3 separate regions of the Mus musculus genome follow, and regions 2 and 3 are each linked to region 1. The links are chromatin contacts, called in public ChIA-PET and promoter capture Hi-C maps. All regions are on one chromosome and are shown on one strand. The core of a region is the stretch at or near the end of the contact, and the rest is flanking DNA. Distances in the headings are between cores, read along the strand shown. Region 1 holds the start of Ppif (peptidylprolyl isomerase F (cyclophilin F)). Region 2 holds the start of Anxa11 (annexin A11). Region 3 overlaps Anxa11 (annexin A11).

Evidence for each region. ChIA-PET counts read pairs in DNA pulled down with a chosen protein or histone mark. Capture Hi-C pulls out chosen DNA fragments and counts their contacts.
Region 2: a contact with region 1 is called in a promoter capture Hi-C map of adipose tissue. The contact joins the promoter of Anxa11 here to the promoter of Ppif in region 1. A contact is called at or near these places in 20 of 39 promoter capture datasets (the 3T3-L1 cell line, 3T3-L1-derived adipocytes, the C10 cell line and 12 more), 2 of 15 datasets of contacts at CTCF or cohesin (CD8 T cells and the NIH/3T3 cell line), 9 of 484 Hi-C or Micro-C datasets (CD4 T cells, bone marrow-derived macrophages, cranial neural crest and 6 more), 15 of 115 datasets of contacts at active chromatin or transcription factors (the 230-238 cell line, CD8 T cells, the SCID.adh cell line and 11 more) and 4 of 9 other capture datasets (adipose tissue, embryonic stem cells, liver and 1 more).
Region 3: an RNA polymerase II ChIA-PET map of memory CD8 T cells shows a contact between it and region 1, with 72 read pairs. The contact joins the enhancer-like site here to the promoter of Ppif in region 1. A contact is called at or near these places in 20 of 39 promoter capture datasets (the 3T3-L1 cell line, 3T3-L1-derived adipocytes, the C10 cell line and 11 more), 1 of 15 datasets of contacts at CTCF or cohesin (CD8 T cells), 6 of 484 Hi-C or Micro-C datasets (CD4 T cells, CD8 T cells, bone marrow-derived macrophages and 3 more), 16 of 115 datasets of contacts at active chromatin or transcription factors (the SCID.adh cell line, T-cell acute lymphoblastic leukemia, bone marrow-derived macrophages and 9 more) and 5 of 9 other capture datasets (adipose tissue, embryonic stem cells, liver and 2 more).

Annotation. Positions count from the first base shown.
Region 1 is chr14:25,692,356-25,695,687 of GRCm38.p6, forward strand. It overlaps Ppif (peptidylprolyl isomerase F (cyclophilin F)), which reads left to right and starts at 1,815. Exons shown (of 6, transcript NM_134084.1): 1 at 1,815-2,068; 2 at 3,118-3,148. The coding sequence starts at 1,877.
Region 2 is chr14:25,840,867-25,844,337 of GRCm38.p6, forward strand. It overlaps Anxa11 (annexin A11), which reads left to right and starts at 1,289. Exons shown (of 15, transcript NM_013469.2): 1 at 1,289-1,429.
Region 3 is chr14:25,860,753-25,864,204 of GRCm38.p6, forward strand. All of the region lies in intron 1 of Anxa11 (annexin A11), which reads left to right. Among named protein-coding and RNA genes, the nearest start is that of Anxa11, 20 kb to the left of the region's middle. Within about 2 kb of position 1,294, at least 111 of the 459 cell types and tissues checked have an H3K27ac peak or open chromatin away from gene starts, as enhancers often do. A contact at or near this core is called in CD8 T cells, the SCID.adh cell line, adipose tissue and 5 more, where this site is marked.

The DNA of each region.
Region 1 (3,332 bases), core at 565-3,064:
GGTTGGTCTCAGCCAAACACACTCCCTTTGACAAGTCACTGCCACAGTGTGGGGGGTGGGAAAGAGAGCTGCTTCTTGGGCCACATGCTAAGCCATGAGGAAGGTCTGAGGCTGGGAAGGAGTCTTGTGAATGAAGGCTCCTTCTCTTCTGGGGTGGGATCTGCATACTTTAACACAGCAGGAGCTCCATCCTCACCTCTGCAGGCTCAGGACAACAAGTTTCCACAGCTCCAATTTGAGGTATGTTAGACCAATAGGAGTCAAGACCTACAGGAGTCGATGGGCTACAGAAAGCCTGGGACTTGTGGATGCTTCCTAGCAGGGCATGTGTGGTGGTTCCTCTCCACTCCCTTCCAGTCTAAGTGTGCACTGCTGTTGCATAGATTTTAGAAAATGTGCCAATGGCTCAGGCAGAGCGGAGGGCAAGTGAGTTCCCCTTGCAGGCAGCTCCCTTTGATACACACTGACAAGAAAAGACGGGGCCCTATGTGGGGTTGGGTGAGACCCACCCTAGACTAGGGACTGGTATACAACCCATCAAGGCCAGTAGCACAAAGCAGAGAGCTGTGGACCATCACAAGAGGGTTCAGGCTGCCATGTGTGAGGCGGGGAGCATGCCCTGATTTCATAGACTACTTGGACCAGCATGGCTTCTCCACACACACACACCCCCCAACTGAATCTTGGGTGGGACAGGCCAGGCTCCCCGGCTCCTAAGGCTCTCAGCTCCTTTCCTGCTCCCGCCTCTCAGGACCTTGGGACCTTGCACTGGAGATTCCCCGCTATGCTCTGAGCACACAGTCTAGGCTATGCCCATCGCTGTTGAACACAGAACAGCATTTAACAGTTAACAAATGCTTCTCTCTCTTGTTTGTTTATCCTCAGAACAGGTATGAGTAGAAAGCAGGGTAATTTCTCATCGCTTCCTTGGTTGCAGGACTGGCTGAATCCAGCAGTAGGGAACCAGGGTTTTCTAGCCCTAGTTAGAGCCTTTTTCTCTTTCTGAGCCTCAGTTTCCTAACTGTGTTGGCTCACATGCTCTCGCTGGCTGGCATTCATTTGATTCCCAGGCTGGTGCTGTGCCCAGTGCACCAGGGTTTAAAGTCCTGCCTGTGGCTCTTCTGCAGGCTCCTTTCCTTTTATATCACACACTGCCAACTTCCTGGCATCCCTAGAGAATGGTTGCTTAGGAAGTTACCTGCAGGTGTGGTGCAGTTGGCAAGGAAGTTTATTCCAGGTGAATGTAAATCTAGGGGGCATTCCAGGGGGTGTAAATCTAGCCCCGCACTCTGCTGGCCTGGCTGGAGGTGGTGGGAACAGACAAGGGCTGTCAGAGTGGGCTGGGACTGAGGCCTGGCAGATGCACTATTGGTTCGGCAAACTGTATTTTCAGTCCTGGCGGAGGATCTGGTCTCTAGAAGCAAAAGGAGACAAACTCAGCCCTGGAGCCGGCAGCCTGAGGTCACCTTGTGGGTGTCTTAGACTGTATCTCTGCTTCTCTGTTCTTTCTGTTATCTCTCCCTTTCTGAGCCACCTCAGATTCCCCCACCTACACCCCCCCACGTCTTTCTGAATCTCAGGATCAACCTTTCTCTTGATCTAGAAGCACTTTCAAAGGACTTCCGGCTCAGTGTGTAGGGATGGAGGGCGGGGCACAACGCACGAGCCGATTACGCTGCCAGCGGCAACCGGCAGGGGACGCTAGCGAACAGGTTCCGAGGGGGCGCGGCGGAGGCGTGGAGGGGGGCGTGGTCTCGAAGCCAGCCGACCAATAAAGGCGGCGGCGCGCGGCCTAGGTATCGCTTCCTGGGTCGTACGACCTTGCCTGTGTCTGCTCTGAGTTCTTCCGCGCGCCCTCGCCCGACCCGCGACAGCGATGCTAGCGCTGCGTTGCGGCCCCCGCCTGCTCGGTCTGCTCTCCGGCCCGCGCTCCGCGCCGCTGCTCCTCTCCGCGACCCGTACCTGCAGCGACGGCGGAGCCCGCGGCGCGAACTCTTCCTCCGGGAACCCGCTCGTGTACTTGGACGTGGGCGCCGATGGACAGCCGCTCGGCCGCGTGGTGCTGGAGGTGAGGCTTGGACATTTGGAAAACCTGGACTTCCCGGGCCCTGTACTGTGCCTGGCACATCAGGTGACCTTGAGCCTCAGTTTCCCTCTCTCAGAAGAGGCGGCATCAGCTTGGTCCGTTCGGGGCTTTTCAAAACCCTGGGGGGTGTGGAGGAAAAGGTCAAGGTCAGATCGTACTGAGTGACAGCCCACTGACCGGCCTGGACCGACGTTGGGCTTCCTAGACCCTCTGCGTCCGAGGTTGGACCCAGAGCTCTGGGGTGGGTAGCTGAGGTCCAGGTGTTGCCAGGTGCTCACGTGGTGGCCTGAGCGCACTCCGGATCCGCCCCCAAGGCCTGGTTGCCTAAGAGGAGACACAGGGAATGCAAGTGAGAAGGTTCTGGCTGCCCAAGCCCTCTCCATTCCCTGAGATTTGACCCTTAAAAAGAAAAGTAGGAAACAGACACCAAGGTTATCAGGAGGCCATCCCAGGAGCCTTTAGGCTGTTCTGCTTTGAACAAAGGTACCAGTTAGACTGCCGATCTACTGGGGGAGGGGAGCTGGCATTTTTTATTATGCCTCATTTTCCTCGTTTGGAAAATGAGGAGTACCTCCCCAACTCTGTTTGGTGAAGAGGGATTCTTAAGAGAAGTTGAGAGGCATGAGGCAGGCTTGGATGACGGTCCCCTCCTTCCCTTCTGTGAGCCTCAGTTTCCCCCAGCACTGAGGAAGGTCAGCTAATTCTAATGTGATACTTACTCTTGGTCCAGGGACTCATGCCGAGGGCCTCCAGCTGACATTTCTGTCCCGGAAGTGGGCCAGGATGGCACTAGTTTCTTCGGATAAGAAACTAAGGCTGTCTCAAGCAAGCTTTGGTTGGGTTCAGGAAGCAGCTGGCAGAAACGATAGTGGCTTTGGCAGTTCCGAGGAGGGTTGGTGGTCATGGAAGGGAATGGCCCTGTTCTTCTTTGTCATGATGCCCTGGCCTCTGGGTGTGAATGGTGAGGGGGATCTTTTTTGCACCTGCTTCTGGACTGACCATCCTTTTCTGTTCCTTTTCCTTCACCATAGTTAAAGGCAGATGTCGTGCCAAAGACTGCAGGTAAGGCTTACGTGGAAAGTGAGCCCGGCAAGGCTGGTGGGCTTGGCATGGAGTTAGGACTTAGATTATGACCATATGGGAGTCTCAACCTAAGCACAGCTGATGAGTACCCTGAGGCAGCCTTTTGTCCCTCTCTGGACCTTGTTGTCAACTCTGCTAACCAGTCTGAAAGTAGCTAGACATC
Region 2 (3,471 bases), core at 39-2,538, 150 kb after region 1:
TGGATTCTCCCAGATGTGTCTGCCTTTGACTATGTCTCTTTTTTCTCTACAATAAACCTTCTCCTTCACCATACCTAGGAGTAATCATGTTCCTCTGCTATTTATTTATTTATTTATTTATTTATTTATTTATTCATTCACTCTGAAACCTTAAGCCTGAGTTTCCCGCTGTGAGGCAGTAGCCTGGCAGGCTAGCTCATTCCGATCTGCTGGAGCAAGCAGACCACACCTGCCAACCAGGCTTCTTCCGGCTCTTACAGTCCACTGGGCTCCTAAAATGCAAATGACAAATGGCTTGTTTGCAAATCAAAAGTGGGCCATGAAAGAAGTGTACCCCAGGTGGGAGCTAGATAGTGAAGAATCCGTAAGGGGTGGGGGGAGATCCTGTGCAGTCTTCCGAAGAACCTGGTTGGTCCTGGGGCGTCAGTTGAAAGGACACTCGAATATAAAGTGAGGGGAAAAAAAAATACTGCAATCCTGTTTTATAAACAAATACATTTGCTTAAGCACAGCAAGCAACACAAACGTAGAAGTGTGTTGAACATCTGGAAGGAGGTGCCTAAATGTGAGCTGGGGAGAGTAAGAGACTTAATTTTTATTTTTAAATGTTACACAATCATACTCACTATACTACCTTTTTCTAAATAAACAACCAACGTGGGTCTTCTCCTGTTATTAACATATTAGTATTTTTGCTACAATAGATGTACCAATATTGATGCATTGTTATTAAATCTATATATGGTCCAGATGTCATTGTTTTTTTTAACTTAGTGTCCTTTTCCCAGGATCCCATCCAAGATGTCACATTACTTAGTTTTCATATCTCCATGTGACAGCTTCTCAGACTCCTCTTGTTTTGACAACCTTGAGAGTTTTGGACAGTCCTGAGTTCCTCAATTGGGGCTTGTCTGATATTTCTGCACGATTACTATGGGGTCATGTGTCTCCAGGAGGAAGACACCACACGACAGAAGATCAATATAAATTACCACTGCTGATGTTGGCCCTGGTCACTGGTTGAGGTGGTAATTTTTTCCATTGTGAAGTTTCCTCCTGCCGTACACAGTGACTGTTTTAAGTTTTTTTTCGCTGTCAAACTCCTGAAAATAAACACCCGCGAGAATGTCCTCTCATCCTGAGGTCTAGAGCGGCTTTGCTCCGGAAAGCTCGGGGCTTCCTACAAAGCTACCACTGAAGCGCAACCCTCACCTGTGGGCGTGGTCCCACGCACCCCGCCCCTCCAGAGAGGCTCCGCCCATCTCGTGCGGCTCCGCCCCGGGGCGACAAACGCGGCCGCGCCCGGAGAGTTTTCCGCCTTGCCGGCTCCTCCTTCGACCGTGCGCAGACACTCTCGGGTTAGGATCCAGGAAAGCGGGAGTAGGAAGGAGTTGCTATCCGAGCTCAGTGTCCCGGTCCCTGGTGCCAGGTGCGTGAGGGTCCCGGCGGGCGGCTTCCGCATGAGGGGTATTCGCGCGTGGCGTGGGGTGCAATGTTCCCCCGAGGACAAGGCCCGGAGTTGAACGGGGTCAGGGCAGGTGAGCCTGGGACCGCAGGGTCCCAGGGTGTGCGAACTTGGGGGTGACTGAGGTCTTACCTCAGTGCGCTTCCGGGAGAAGCTTGAGCGGAGCCCAGCGGGCCGAGAAAGCTGTCTTTGGGAACTTTGCTCCGGAACTGCAGGGCGCGGGTTCCTGGACCTGCCACCCTGGGTTTATATAAGGCAGGCTCCTAAGCGGTCCAGAGAATGCACGATTGTGCCAGATGCCGTGTTGCCTGCCTGTCTTCCTTACCGCGTATCCAGCTAGGATCCCTCTGCCCCTGCCCCCGCTTCTCGTTCCAGAGTCTTCAAGAACGCTTGCTTGAGCTTGGCAACCCGGACGTCCCGTGGGCTCAGGCCAGTCTCCTAAAGGCGTACAAGGTGTCAAACAAATCTGGGGGAGAATAGCTAAACTCATGCTGGGCACATTCTCTTTAGAGATTTTTCTCCCCGCCGGCTAATCAGTGGGCGTCCTTGGAGATTGGGTTTCCCAGACCCTACACCTAGAGTGTCAGCCTACCTGTCTGATCCCTTTACAGGATTCAACTAGCTTGCTCCCTGCTTGCTCCGAGGCTGCCTTGCCCCGAGGCTGCCTTATTGCGGAAGAAAGCTACAAATGCGGCCCTGGGTTGGGCTGTTCAACTTTGTTGATGGCGGTGTGTGTCATTGTCGAAAGGATGACTAGACTTGGACCCAGATCCTTGCGGGGAAGGGCCAGGTGTCTTGCTCACCCTCAGCCTGCTCCCATTATTCTCCTTCATTATTTTCTTGCTTCCGTCAGTTGTTGGGAATTCCTGGAGGATTAACAGGGCTGTTCCCCCAAGGCTTTGTCTGTTCTCGGGATTCTCTAGCTGGGGAAGCAAGGTGAGCTCACCCACACAGTCTGTTGCTCTAAGACAGGTGTCCACTTCGGATTCCTCCATCCCTTCCTGATACCTCATTAATTTCTGCACTGTAAAATGAGGGTAATTATAATTCTTATTTCATAGACTCACTGTGAGGATTGTGTGAGTTAATTTGTTGTCTTGTTAATTTGGGGTGGGGGTTGTTGTTGTTTGTTTGTTTGCTTGCTTTTGAAACAAGGTCTACCAATTTAGCATTGGCTGGCCTGGAACTTGCTTTGTAGACCAGTCTGGTCCCAAACTTCAATATCAAGACTCATACAGACCTCTGCCTCCTGAGTGCTGGGATTAAAGGTTTGTGCCACCGGCCAGCAAGTTAATATTTTTAAAAAAGCATTTATATTATTTTTAGTTAAGTGTGTGTATATTCAGTTCCGCTGGAGCTGAAGTTACAAGTTGTGAACGTCCTGAGTCTGAAATCTGGTCCTCATCAAGAGCAGTATTCACTCTTATCCACGGAGAGAGCTTTCCTGTCCTATGGTTAATCTAGTTTTACCTTTCTTGTTTGTTTTTTTGTGTGTCGCCCTGACTGTTCTGGAACTCACTCTATAGACTCTGTTGGCCTTGAACTCAAAGATTTGATTGTCTATGCTTCCTGAGGGCTGGGATCAAAGTTGTATCCCACTACACCAGGCTTATTTTTACAATTTTTAAACAAATTTCATTTTGTATTTATAAGTGTTTTTGTCTTCATGTATGTCTGTGTACCATGTGGGTAGCTGGTGCCCTTGTAAGACAAAGAGGGCATTGGATACCCTTGAACCGGAGTTGTGAACTGCCATGGGGCTACAAGTGCTCTTAACTGCTGAGCCATCACTCCAGCCTCTTGAGTTGTTTTTCTTTTTTTCTTTTTTCTTTTCTGAGACAGTCTCTCTCTCTCTAGTTCTGACTGTCCTGGAACTCACTCTGTAGGCCAGGCTGGCATCAAACTCAGAGAGATCCACCTGCCTCTTCCTCCTGAGTGCTGGGATTAAAAGCATGTATTACCATGCCCAGCAAGTTAATGGGTTTTTAGGGTTTGGGTTTTTGTTG
Region 3 (3,452 bases), core at 44-2,543, 170 kb after region 1:
ACAGAAAAAGTGGGAGCTTGGTTGGTGATCATTGGCTATAGAAACCACAGGTGTGTCCTGATTCTTAACTCCATGCTATTCTGTCACATGAGCGTGAAGCTCAGCCTCTGAGATTACTGTTGCCAGCATCAGTAGGTCCTGTGCAAAAGTATAGTGTAGTGGCGAAAGCCCTGGGATTCAAAGCCAGGAGGACAGGATTTGAGTCCTGCCTCCACCATTCACAGATACCTGGGACCATAGAGGCTTGCTCAGGACTCCCTGGTCCAGGTCCTTGGTAGGTTGGGCCTCTGGTCCCCTTGCCTGGACAGGTACCTTCAAGTATTCCATGCTCCCACTTCCCCTAAGATAATCAACACCTGAGTGCTGTGTGTTGGCTGTCATAGGAACTCAGGGTTAACATGTAGTGAGAGAGAGAGAGAGAGAGAGAGAGAGAGAGAGAGAGAGAAAGAGAGAGAGAGACAGACAGAGAGAGAGACAGAGAGAGACAGAGAGAGAAGACATACACTTAAGAGTTGATAGTACTTAGAGACATGAAAAATTACCCAGGAAATAGTTTATGGTGCCTGGAATTTTCTTAAACAAACAAGCAGGGCAGTGGATAGGCCTAGAGCAGTGGTCCTCACCCTTCCTAATGCTGCAACCACTTGATACAGTTCCTCATGTTGTAGTGATCTCCCACCTATAAAATCATTTTTGTTGCTACTTCATAACTATAATTTTGCTACTGTTATGAATCATAACCTAAGCATCTGATATTCGGGATGTATTTTCATTAATATGAAATGACCCAAGGGTCATGACCCACAGGTTGAGAACTGCTGGTCCAGATGAGTGGCAAAATTGGCCTTGAAGCAATGTTTTTTGTTTTTTTTTAACTTTAGTTCTTTTAATACATCATTTAGTTTTATCTTATGTACAATGGTGTTTTGCCTGTCTATCAGTGTGAGGTGTCAGAAGCTCTGGAACTGGAGTTGCTTACAGACAGTTGTAAGTTGCCATGTAGGTGCTGGGAATTGAACCCAGGGCCTCTAGAAGAGCAGTTGGTGCTCTTGACCACTGAGCCACCTCTGAGCCATCCATCCCTTCAGCTCCCTGAAACACTGCTTTGCTGAAGCTGAGGGTTGAGCATCTGTTGTCCTATTCTGCTTATAGATAGTCTACATGCCAACCATTGCTCATCAGAGCCTCGATCATATGAGTCATTTCGTGAAACTGCAAACCATTGCTGCGTATGCGTGGTACGAGGCCAGCCCTGATGACTCTGAGTGTGTGCTTACGTAGGGACTGGGTGTATCTGACTGCCCTCTTCCCTCAAGCCAGTAGCCCGATCTTCCCGGAGAGGGAAGGAAGTTCTGTGGGTTGAGACGCTAAAAGTTCTAGAAACCTCCAGTTTAAAACCTGTCCCCTGTATCCCTGTACCATTTCTCCTGTCCTTGGAAGGAGGCTCTGTCAGCCTCCTGGGGCCATCAGACCAATGGTTACCCGTGTAGGGACTCAGCCCTGTTTGGGAAGAGGGCAGCTTTTCTGACTGCTACCCCAGATCACGTTCTACCACATCCTGGCTCCTTGATCTGATGTGCTCTAGTGACAAATCCAAGGGCTGTGGGAGCCAGATAAGTCTCCACCTCCATCCTGGTGACCTGAGACAGATAAGTAAGTTCCAGGGTAGACACACACTGCACATAAATTAGTAAAGAAATAACATACGTACATATAGAATTAAAAAAGAAAGGGAAAGGGTTTGAGGCCAATCTGGGCTGCATCGCAACACTGTGTGTGTGTGTGTGTGTGTGTGTGAGAGAGAGAGACAGACAGACAGACAGACAGAGACAGAGACAGAGAGAATATGAAAGAAAAAACTTACCTGTTTTCAAACAGGTGAACCAAATACATATGTGTGTATGTTTTTATATATATGCAGATGCTTTGTAAATATATGCATACATGTATGTGTGTGTTAACTTATAGGTTCGAAGGCTTAGTGGTTGCCTCTGGGAGAGGGGATAGTGTCCTGTCCGTCTGCCTTGGGTTTCTATGGATTGCTTATATTTTGTATTTTCAAAATAAAATTTACAGACTCTTGTCTTTTTGAGACAGCGTCTTCCTGTTTAGCCCAGGTTGGCCTTGAACGCATGATCCTCCTCCCACAGCGTCCCTACTTTTGCCAGGTGGATTATTTGCATGCACCAGCACCCCAGTTTGTGCCGGGCCGGGGATCAAGTCCTGGGCCTCACTGAGCCAGAGGAAGCAAGCGCAGGACCAGCTGCAGCCCGGCTGGCTCATTGCTGGCTTGATGTCCGGTAATGCTTAGTTTTCTGAAGATTGGATTGCAGTGTATCCATCCATCTGCCAGTGGGCAGTTGTGGCTAACACTGCTACACTGGGATCTGAGCCACAACCCCAAAGGCTTGCTTGTAGGAAGCGTGTGGGGTCTTCATTAGGGGTGCTCTTGAGGAATGTATCGAGATTCTAACCCTCCCTTTTCTTCCTCTCCACCCCTCTATTGAAACTTCTGAAACCCTGTCTTAAAATGAACCTTTCTTCCTTCTAACTTGTTTATCGCTGGCATTTTGTTACAGTGACAAAAGGCTGGTTCACACTGTCATCCTATAAGTTTTTATCTCACTTGGCCCAATACCAAGATCATGCTAGTTGCTGGTTTCACAAAATATGTTTAGTTTTGTAGGAAAGTGCAAAAAATTCTCTTCCTAAGGTGTTGTACCATTTAGCATTCCCCACAGTATTTGCTGGCTCTCTCTCTTCTGGGCATGGACATTCTTATAGCTGTGCCGCCTGTTTCCATTTATAACAGGTTCCTCTCTGTGTACTGTCACCTCTGTGGACCTTCTGGTAAGGGACCTTCTCCCGTCTCTTTCCTATTATTTGTCTCTATCACTATATCAGATCTTTTAGGAATGTATTCAGCCATTGTGTAGTTTTGTGGGGTGGGTTGTTTTTGTTTTGAAACAAGCTCTTGTTATTTTGCATAGGCTGGCCTCAAATCCTTGGCCATAAGGAATCCATCTATCCTCCTGCCTCAGCTTCCTGAGCAGTTGAAATTACAGGGTTTATTTTAGCACCATGTCTGGCTTTCTTTCATTTACTTGGGGAAAAAAAAAATATGTCAGTAAGGATTGTCAGTGCCGGGTGATTTGAACTGTTTATTTACGTGTTGAGTGAGAGCAAGTGGCTCTTTATAGCCAACAGCTGGGGAAAGCAGAGTGGTAGACCACAACCACCACCCCCCCCAAGAAAAAAAATGTAAGTCCTGATTTGTCTGCTTGAGTGCCAAGGGGCTCTGGGCCCTGGTGTGGCTCTTTAGACCTCTGCCTGTCAGCATCAGCCTTTTGGACCTGTACTTCAGGCCTGGTACTTCAGCCAACCACCTAGTTCCTCCTGGCTTCCCTGCCCTGCTCTTGGTCAGCTTCCATCCCTTTGCCGAAAGGCCAGAC